Linked DNA regions of Macaca fascicularis: region 1 is linked to region 2. The links are chromatin contacts, called in public Hi-C maps. All regions are on one chromosome and are shown on one strand. The core of a region is the stretch at or near the end of the contact, and the rest is flanking DNA. Distances in the headings are between cores, read along the strand shown. Region 1 has its middle 260 kb from the start of JCAD. Region 2 holds the start of LOC102125303 (supervillin).

What was found. Hi-C and Micro-C count contacts between places; a contact is called where the count stands out from the background.
Region 1: a Hi-C map of liver shows a contact between it and region 2, with 2.3 times the contacts expected there. The contact joins the enhancer-like site here to the promoter of LOC102125303 in region 2. A contact is called at or near these places in 2 of 2 Hi-C or Micro-C datasets (liver and skeletal muscle).

Annotation. Positions count from the first base shown.
Region 1 is chr9:30,561,804-30,567,172 of T2T-MFA8v1.1, reverse strand. No RefSeq gene overlaps it. Among named protein-coding and RNA genes, the nearest start is that of JCAD, 260 kb to the left of the region's middle. Within about 2 kb of position 2,647, at least 1 of the 6 cell types and tissues checked has an H3K27ac peak or open chromatin away from gene starts, as enhancers often do.
Region 2 is chr9:30,446,283-30,451,469 of T2T-MFA8v1.1, reverse strand. It overlaps LOC102125303 (supervillin), which reads left to right and starts at 1,463. Exons shown (of 40, transcript XM_074001307.1): 1 at 1,463-1,711.

The DNA.
Region 1 (5,369 bases), core at 1,398-3,897, 110 kb before region 2:
GAGGGAGTCGATGTTCTTATCCTCAGTAATGGGTGAGGGAACAGAGTCAAAGGAAAATAATTTATCCAAAGGCACACAGTTGATACATTGCACGACTGAAATTTGAACTTGATTCCAAAGCTCTTGGTCTCCACATGCCTGATTGCAGAGCACTGCTGGTTGCTAAAACAGCACTGATTATGCAAAGGTAAACCCTTCCATTTGAGGACCTTTTTCCTACTTCCCAAATCCTCACAATTGTTTTGATCCAATAACTCCCCAGCCAGAGTTTTGGCAGGAATGGGAAAATCCTACACTCTCAATTTTCTAGAGTCCTTTGAGTGAACCACATCAGTTTAAGCTACTAAACCCAAAGTAAATGCATCCTGACTCATCTTTTATTAACTGGATCTTATAAAGATCCACAATCACCCCAACACTACCCAAGAGAATGGGAAACATGAATGAAAGGAGATGGCAATAGTAACAGATTATAGCTACAATAGCGTACTTTTTAAGATTATGAAATATATGAACATATAACCGCATTGCTAAAGTCCATCCCAGGCCCTTGGAAGGGGCCCATTCTTGAGGGATACCAAAGGTAAATTCACCTCTAGGCCTGCCTCGCTCAATGGTATTTTTAAAAATGAGACTTGTTTACAAATAGCTACAGAGGCATTATGAGTTTTAAAGAAAAATAATGAAGGCTGTTAAACATGGTCTAGTTTTTCTATTGCTATCATACATGATAGATTTCCCTTTCTAACCTTAAATAGAAAATTATTCGATTCTAATTATTTTCATCCATCACATAATCGCAAAACTTCAGAGCTAGAAAGAACAGAGTTAGAAAGATACAGAGCTCATCTATCCACAGATATCTGGGTTTTCAGGACGAGAAAACAGGCCTGCAAAGGCTGCGTGACCCAGGCAAACTCTACAGACAGAGACCATCTCTTGTTCTTAAAACAGCAGTGACAATCACTCCAGCCTGCATCTGTTGAGAGTTTATTCTGCCCAAGACAGGTAGAAGCACAAGGCACGCTCTCTGTTCCCAGAGAATTTTGCTCTAGTTGGGAAATTTATATATAATTAATAATGAGGTAGCATCTGATAATAATAAATAATGATAGTATTATTCATATCATAAATAATAATGATAGTATCCGATAAAGTGAGATTGCTGTCAGAGGCAAGAAGTGTGATCTCAACACATGTAACATTTTTAACGCTCAATATGAGAAGTTTAGCAACTTCGATCAGATGTGGGGTTCCTATCACTTTGCCAATCAGCCTCTCCTGAACCAAAGGGGTTGTTAATTCTGCTAAGACGCCCTTAGGGGCTGGGATTATATGGCTGAAAGAAACTACCAAAGACTCCGTTTTTATCCAAATTTTATTGGTTTTGGCTAGAAGCACCATAAAACTCTCTGCAATAGACAGGTACAGTGTATTCCATAAAGTACAAATCTGTGTGGGTGGGTGTGGATGTGGGTGTGTTTGTATGTTTCAATGGAAAAGAATACAATGTTTCTGGGAATATAAATACAAAATAGCTGAGTTAATCCTAAACCTAATATACTATGTTTCAAATTAACTTGCTTCCTCTGAAATAATATTTGGATCAAGTTTTTGAAGAAATCTTCACAAATACAGAAACTCCAGATGGTAAGTCTAGGTCAATATTCAAGTGCAAATGACTTCTTGCTTCTAGTTGTGGTCTTAAGTGAGAAGGAATCTTGTCCAAATGACTTCCAGGAGATGTGCTTCCCTCACCCCCCATGTTTTTGTTCCTGCAGCCCCTAAAGTACGGTTAATCCCTAGGAGACCCTAAAGTACGGTTTTTAAAACCTAGCTAATGAGTACAGCAAGTAAATACAAGTTCCAGAGCTAAAAGGGTCCAGTAGTACCCACCTGTACTCATAACCATGGCCAAGATGTGGGACAATATTTTGCAAAAGCTTATTTAAAATTAGGAAAGGAACCAAGCATGGTGGCTCTTACCTGTAATCCAACACTTTGGGAGGCTAAGGCAGGATTGCTTGAGGCTAGGAGTTCAAGACCAGAATGGGCAACCAATCAAGACCACATCTCAAAAAAAAAAAAAAAAAAAAAAAAAAAAAAAAAAAAAGAATTAATCAGCTAGATGTGGTGGTGCATACCTGTAGTCCCAGCTACTCAGGAGACTGAGGTGGGAGGATTCCTTGAGCCTAGGAGCTCAAGGCTGCAGCTCTATCTAATAGAACTTTTTGTAAGGGTGGAAATGCCCTATATCTGGGCTGCCCAATGCATTAGCCACTCACCCTATTGGCTATGGAGCACTTGAAAAGTGGCTGATGAGACTGGGAACTGAATTTTTAATTTGCAATAGTTTTGATTTCTCATATGGCTACTGGCTCCATTCTAGAGCATTTCGCTTCTGCAAGTAAAAATACAAGTACAGAATCTGCAATTAAATGGATGTCTATTCTTTTGGTGGAAACATCTAAGGAAGCAGACCATCCCCTCCTCTTACTCTTATCCCTCTTCCACCAAAAGGAAAGCTCAGACAAGAATGCTTTTGTATAAACTTCCTGTTCCTGCTGTAACAAATTACCATAGACTCAGTGGCCTAAAACAACACACACATATTATCTGACGGTTCCGGAGCTCCGAAGTCAAGAATAGGTCAGCCAGGCTGCGTTGTTTCTGGTGGTTCTCGGGGTGAATCTGTGGTCTTGACTTTTCCAGCTACTAGGGCTTGGCTGTATTCCTTGGCTCATGGCCCCTTCCTCCATCTTCCAAACCAGCAATGTAGCATCTTCAAATTCCTATCCAACTCTGCACCATCATCACCTCTCCTTCTCTGACTCTGACCTCCTGTCTCTCTTTTATAAAAATCCTTTCTGATTAACTGGAGCCCTACTGGATAATCCAGGTTAATATCCCACCTCAAGACACTTAATCACATCTGCAAAGTCCCTTTTGTCATGTAGGGTGACATAGTCAAAGGTTTCTGGGATTAGCACATGGACATTGTGGGGGTGTGGGGGATCATTCTGCCTACTGCACCTTTGCTATGGATTAACTTGAAGTAAGGCCATTATCTCTCAGTGGATTCATGAAAACTCAGCTTCTAGATTCTAGAAGGTAGCCCTGGCTGGTAAGGCTGCACTACAAGTAAGTTGAGGTTTTCTCAGTGTTGTTCTGTCCAACCTGGTGGTTCCCCGACTTTAGCCAGCACCAAAATCACCCAGAGGACTTTTGAAAACAGATTGATGGACCCAACCCCACAGTGTCTGATTCGGTAGGTATGGAGTGTGGCCCAAGAAAATGCATTTCTTGGCCAGGTGTGTTATTTTTAAAATACGTCCACAAACTTTTTGACATTCCTCCCTTTAAAAGGTGGAGGCTTCTTTTCCTCCCTTTAAGTGTGATCTACATTAAATGACTTGTTTCTAACCATGTTCGATGTTAAGAGATGGCCATGTGATTTCAAGACAAGGCTTTAAAAAGCACAGCAGTTTCCACACCCTCTCTCTTGGATCACACCCTCTGGGAAAGGCCGACCCTCGTGTCTGGAGGACACGTGAGCAACCTAGGGAGGAAATGAGGCATCTCACCAACACCTGGCACAAATTTGCCAGCCGCCTGTGTGTGCCACCTTGGAAATGGATTTCATAAAGCATTCAGATGAGACCGCAGCTCTGGATAACATCTTGTCTATAATCTCATGGGACTCCAACCCGTTAAGCTAAATTCCTGACCCACAGAAACTGTGAGAAATAATAAATGTTCACTGGTGTTTAACACCACTGCGTTTTAGGATACATGCGATGCAGCAATAGATAACAATATGCCAGGTGACACTGATGCCACCGGCCTAAGGATTACATTTTGAGAACCACTGGTCTAGCCTTTATACTGTATAAGGCAAGGGACGTTTCCCTCCTGCCTGCACTATATACACCAGGAAGCCAGAGGTGGGAAAATGTTCTCATGTTGAAATGTACTGCATATTTATTTTCTTTTTTTCTGCAGACATATTCAGTTACCACCAGTTGCTCTTTTGTGGAAGTGTTTTTACTGGGAAGAATAACAACAATATGTCAAATGATAGCTGGGCTCCAGAAGCCCATTTCTGTCTACTCAGTCATAAAATATCTTCTGTATATGGATGAAAAACCAGACAGGTTTAGCGAGAAGAGGAAATGATTAGAAGACTAGACCATCATTCTCTCTCACACTCTCTTAAATCTGAAGGTGAACGAGATGAAGAAAGAAAACAAAACCCTGGACAAAAGAGGGAAAGATAGCCCTAGGATCCAGGAGAGCAAAGGGGTGTCCAACTGTTAAATAATGAGAAACTGAAGCTTCCTTCATTGTGTCAGAGAGGCCAATTCCTGAGCCAGCTGTACAGGAAGTGGGGAGTTTACATTATCTGGGATGTCAGTGAGAACCGAGGGGACGTGCTTCCTGTCTGGTTCTCCCCAAAGATTAGCAGACTCTCCAGCAAAGATGCCTTTCCAGGGGTTTCATTTTTTTGTTTTCTTTTCCAGTTGGTAGATGTGGGCCAAGAAGGGAAAGGCAGCTCCAAGAGCGAGGGAGAAATAGCCGTGAGTACAGAGTGCCACAGAGAGAAGCCTGAGCTAGAGTGTGGTGGGACCGCAAGCCAGGGAGGAGCAAGAGCTGTGCCTGTAGGATAGTCTGTCTCCAATTTGAGCAGTGCCAAGAAAAGCTGGCCAAGCAGATCCAGATCCGGATTGGTAGACCCCATTCCAATGCATGGGGTTTCTCTGGCTTTTCCATTTGTTTTATAGAAGCTTAAAATATGACATATGATTCCATTTATAGGAAATTCTTGAAAAGGCAAAACTAATCTGGAGTGACAGAGAACAGAGAAGTGATTGCCTGGGGCCAATATGGGTGGGGGAGGTGATTGCAGAAGGACATGTGAACGTTCTGCTTTATTTATTTATTTATTTTTTGAGACAGAGTTTTGCTCTTGTTGCCCAGGCCAGAGTGTAATGGCACCGTCTCGGCTCACTGCAACCTCCACCTCCCAGGTTCAAACACTTCTCTTGCCTCAGCCTCCCAAGCTCCCAAGTAGCCAGGATTACAGGCGCCTGCCACCACACCTGCCTTTTTTTTTTTTTTTTTTTGAGATGGAGTTTCACTCTTATTGCCCAGACTGGAGTGCAATGACTCGATCTCAGCTCACTGCAACCTCCGCCTCCTGGGTTCAAGTGATTCTCTTGCCTCAGCCTCCAGAGTAGCTGGGATTACAGGCATTCACCACCATACCCGGGTAAATGTTTTTGTTTTTGTTTTTGTTTAGTAGAGACAGTGTCAGACTGGTCTCAAACTCCTGACCTCAAGTGATCTGCCTGTTTCTGCCTCCCAAAGTG
Region 2 (5,187 bases), core at 214-2,713:
AAAGGATGAGATGGAGTAGGGGATAGGGTAGGCTGAAGTCCAATTTCTATTCTAGCATCTTAGGAGCAATGGAGCTCACAGTTATGGACTGAATTGTGCACCCTTCCCGCCCCCCCATCCCAATTCATATGTTGATGTCCTAACCCTCAATATTTAAAAATGTGATGTAGGCCGGGCACTGTGGCTCATGCCTGTAATCCCAGCACTCTGGGAGGCTGAGGCAGGCAGATCACGAGGTCAGGAGATGGAGACTATCCTGGCCAACATGGTGAAACCTCGTCTCTACTAAAACTACAAAAATTAGCTGGGCATGGTGGTGCCTGCCTGTAATCCCAGCTAGTCGGGAGGCTGAGGCAGGGAGTCGGAGGTTGCAGTGAGCCAAGATTGGGCCACTGCACTCCAGGCTGGTGACAGAACAAAACTCCGTCTCAAAATAAATAGATAAATCAATAAAATAAAGTTATGTAATTGGAGACAGGGTCTTTAAAGGGGTGATTAAGTTACAATGAAGTTATATACCGTCTTTAGGAGAAAAGATTAAGACGCAGACACAGAGGGAAGGCCTTGCAAAGACACCACAAAAAGCCATTTACAAGCCTAGGAGACTGGCCTCAGAAGAAACCAACCCTGCCCACATCTTGATCCCCAGAACAGTCTTCCAGACTCCAGGACTGCGAGAAAATCAGTTTCTGTTGCTTAGGCCACCCAATCTGTGGTCTTTTAGAGCAAACAAGAACACTCGCTTTTCTTTTTTGTCTGATGGTGCATATTCAGGAGGAAACATAGTCACAACACAACTACCTACTGAAACAGACAAGTAACACACTTAACAGGTTAAAATGTATTTACTTATCTACTGTTCTGCCGTTTATCAAGTATTTTCACAAGCCCTAACTCTCAATCTTCGCAGCTGCCTCAGCATCACCTGGGAATCTGTTTGAAGTGCAAATTCTCAGGCCCCACAGAAGTCTTACAGAATCAGACACTGGAAGGGGCACGAAGCGCGGCAGTCATGGTGTTTTCACAAACGTTTTGGAGGACTCTGGTGTAGCTAAAGTGCGAGAACCACCGAGGCTGGGTTCCGTCCCGGTGGAGGAGATTGGGGGATGCCGTGACTTTTTCACAGGTGCGCGTGGCCAGCAAGGACGATCGCCTTTGCAACTGGCCCACAGCGTTGGCACGGGTCGCCAGATTTTATTTATCCTTGGAAGGTCTGGAGACTTAGAGGGGCGTCTCAGGGCTCCAGGGTAAGTAGCTGCCTCCGGGCAGCAGAGCCGGTGAGAGACAGGGAGCCCCGAGCCGCCGGGCGCGTGCGCGTGGGCGCGTCCCTGGGCCGGGCGCGCGCCGAGGGGGTGGGTGGCGCCGGCCCTGCCGGCCTGGCGCGCGGTCCGAGCCACTCAGAGCGCCCGGCGGCCAACACCCGGGGGCCCTACAATTAATACCGGGCGCCTGCCCGCTGGCCGGGACTCGCGCGCCGGCTCTCGGGGACGTAGGCGCCCGGTCTGCCCTGACGAGCTCGCCACTGGCTCTGCTCCGGCGGCGACGGCGACAGTGGCCCGGGCCGACTCTCGTGGGGCCCCCACCTCCTTGAGAGCGAGCTTGGGCAGGGGACGGTGCCGCACCACCGAGGTCCCGCGCAAGGGTGCGCCCCCGGCCCGGGCCCGGCAGGTGTGCGAGCCCGGTCGGGGCTCGGCAGGAGCGCGCGGAGAAGGTGAGTCGGGGGGGAAAAAGTGGGGACGCAAGTGTGGACGCGCTAGTGTGGGCGCACCCCCGGGAAGGTCTCGGAAATGTCCTCTCTCCCCTCTTCCTGGTCCTCCTCCAGAGTTTCGCTCAGGTCCTCAGGGGACAGCCTGAGAGGCCAACTTGCTGGAAGAGTTCACTTGGAGCGAGTGGACAGAGAGAGTTGGACAGCCACACCCCCGGCCGGGAGAGCGACAGGGCGGCCCTGGCCTCCAGCCCCACTGGGATCCTAAAGCCCCGCATCCCCGGGGCTGCAGCTGGGGCTCACCCAAGCCTCTTCCCAGCCCTGGGACCCCGGGGGCGTGACTGCCACTACCCTGAGAGCTACTGAGACACAGGACACAAACTTAGTTTCCAAACAAAGTAAAATCTGCCTTTCTGGTGTTTTAAGACAGGACGTGCTTATGCCGATTCATCGCGGTTTCCTTGGGCCACCTCCGAGGACGGGGCTGGACCCGCTGGCCGTGGAAGGGGTCGGCTTCGGGCGCGTGTTCGTATCCTGGGGCGTGGGGACAGCTCTCGTGTCTCCCTCGGGAGTCGGCCCAGCATGGTCCCCGCTCACTGGTCCCTGTTTTGGGAAAGGGTGCCCGTGTTGGGAGAGGTGGGGTGCCTGCGCTCGGCCCCCTTCCGTGTCCCCACCCTCTCCACCCCGTCCGAGGGTGCTCCCGCCTGGTGGCCCAGCAGAGGGCGCCAGCTCCCGGCCGCCGCGCGGGTCGCAAGGGGAGGGGACGCGCGAGCCTCCAGGTAAGGAACGAAGTGAATCATCCCGAACGGGGACCCGCTCCCCTCGCGGTGGGAACGAGGCGGGGCGTGGCCGCGGCACTGCTGAGAAGTCTGGGCCGCCGAGCCACTGTCGGCGGGAAGCGGCGATCCTGCCACCGGTAGGTGTGGAAGAGCCGGGAAGGTGAGGAAAGTCCCTCCGCCCGGTGGCCGAGGGGCGCGCGCAGCCAGCGCCGGCAGACGCCAGTACGCGCCGCTGCGTTCCGCTCTGGGGCCGCAGGCGCGGGTCAGTCTCGCTCTGGCTGCGGGCGGCCCTGTCGGGGACGGAAGCGGGAACGGGGGGAGCTTCCCGGGGGTGGAGGCCGGTGGGTCCCTGGGCCGCTGCGACGGGGCGCTGCGCTCGGCCCGCGGGGTCCCCGAGCCGTAACAAAGGCTCGGCGGGGCCGCGGCTCCCACCCACTTCCGTCCCCAGCGCGCGCCGCGGGGAGGAGCGGGCCGGGACAGGGTTTCTCTCCGCGGAGTTTCGGGAAGTTAGCGCGGCTGCCCGTTACGCGGAGAGCAGGGCGGGGAGGCGGGTGGCCCGGGGAGTGGCGCGCCAGTGATCAGAACTGCGACATCGCCCGGTTCCTTTCCCGACACCAGCCGCAAGTGGCCGGGGCTGCGGTGGCCCCCACGCCCCAGCCCGGGGTCCCAGGCCGGCGCCTCCGCAGGGCCCGCGCGGGTTTGAACCCGACGCGTGTTGCGCCAGGCCACTCCGCCTGCCCACGTTTCTGCGCGCGTGCGGGCTCCCCGAAGGGAGTGGTTTAGCATCCGTCCCCTGCACCCTGAGTGGAGCTCCAGAAGGCGGTAATTGCATTACAGTGAGTGAGCGGCGGGGAGGCTGCAGTCCAGGCCGCAATCTGGGTCAGGTGCGGGGTTAAGCGCTTCAGGCGTTGGCTTGAGAGATCTTGTGGAGTCTGACAGTTTATTGCAATGAGAAGTTCCTCACAAGGGGAGAGGCCAGCTGGGGAAATTAAAGGAGCTCCTGTCTGCCATTCCCAGTCCCATCCCGAGGTTGTGATAACTTGTGCCCGAGCAAACCCTAGCACAGGCACACGTTTTGTCATAGAAATGTCAGAGGCAGCATCTCTGCTGCGCCAGATGTTTCTCAGCATCTGAACAGGAGAGGAGGAGGTGGTGTAGAAGAGAAACCCAGGACGTATCTCTTAGTCTGCTTAGTGTGAACCCTGGCCCCTCGCAGTCAGTCGATGGAATTCACGTTTTCGTGTCTTGTCTTATCGGCCTCCACCCCCTTCTTCTGTTGGAAGGAAAGGGCAGGCACTGGTTTTTATGAAGTGCTGTTGGATGAGGGACTCTCCCCTACACAATGTGGAAGGCTCTTCATTTTCTCTTTAAACGTTTCCACCTCTTTCCAGGAGGTGATTTCTGTTTCACAGATGAGGAAACTGAGGCTTAGAGAGGTTAACAGATCCAAGAGTCTGCCCTGTGCCAAAGATGACTGTTTATTCCTTGCAAGTTATTTTTTTATTTTTGGCAAAGTCAGTTACTGAAGAGCGCTTTATGGACTGCTGGGTGTGTGCTGTACCCCGGGGTTCAGGTTTGATTATGTTAGGCTTTAGGGCTTGGTGGACTTTCCACCTATCTCTGGCTTGTGTTAATGCCAGTGCCATAACTGAAGCAACTCGTGTTTAAAACTTAATGTATATGAAGAGAACTAAGGTTTCCTCCCCAAACCCTTAGAAGTATAAGACAATTCCAAAGAGAGGTGGAAATAGTCGTCCTTTGCTTTTTGCAGTGTTTCATCAGGCAGGTGGGCCCGGCGTCAGGAATTCTACACAGCACGGAGCACTGCTTGCCTTTTCTTTTGCAAGGAGCTACAGTTTCCACCTTGTTTAAGCTGTATGTGACTTTGCCACTGTGCTGAATGTGCGTTTAAAATTAAGTGAAGCATGCTTTGGATATAATGGCCCACCTTACTGACTGATAAGTTAAAACCTCAGAATTTCTTTGAGGGATCCAAGGATGTGGTTGTATTCACAACTTTTATACAACATTTGAGCTCAAGTTTACAAAATAGGACTTCGGCATTGTCCTGAATGTACTTAAAATGTATTGCCTTCAAGGAAGATGTTTGCAGCTCTGGTGTGACAGTCAGGGACTTGGAATGTCCCAGGTAGAGGCAGCGAGGCGCGCTGATGACGGCGAGCCTGGGAAGTCAGAATGGCTGGGTTCAGTTGCTGCCTTCACCATTTAGAGGTCTGTAGCCTTGGACAATTTACCCAACATCTGAGCTTCACTTTCTTCTTTTAAAATATAAATCAAAGGCCAGGTGCCATGCCTCACACCTGTAGTACCAGGGCTTTGGGAGGCCGAGGTGGGAGGATGGCTTGGGGCCAGGAGTTTGAGACCAGCCTGGACAACATAGTGAGACCCTGTTTCTACAAAATATTTAAAAATTACCTGTACTCTTAACTACTTGGGATGCTGAGGTGGGAGGATCACTTGAGCCCAAGAGTTCGAGCCTGCAGTGAGCTATGATTGCATCACTGCACCCCAGCCTGGGTAACAGAGCTAGATGGCTGTCTGTAAAAAAACTAAACAAAGCAAGCTATGAGTAATAATAGTGCCTCCTGGTTTCAAACCATGAGGACTAAATTAGATAATTCATGAGATACTCAGCACAGTACCTAGCACATAGTTGCTATTCAACAAATGTTAACTAATGAC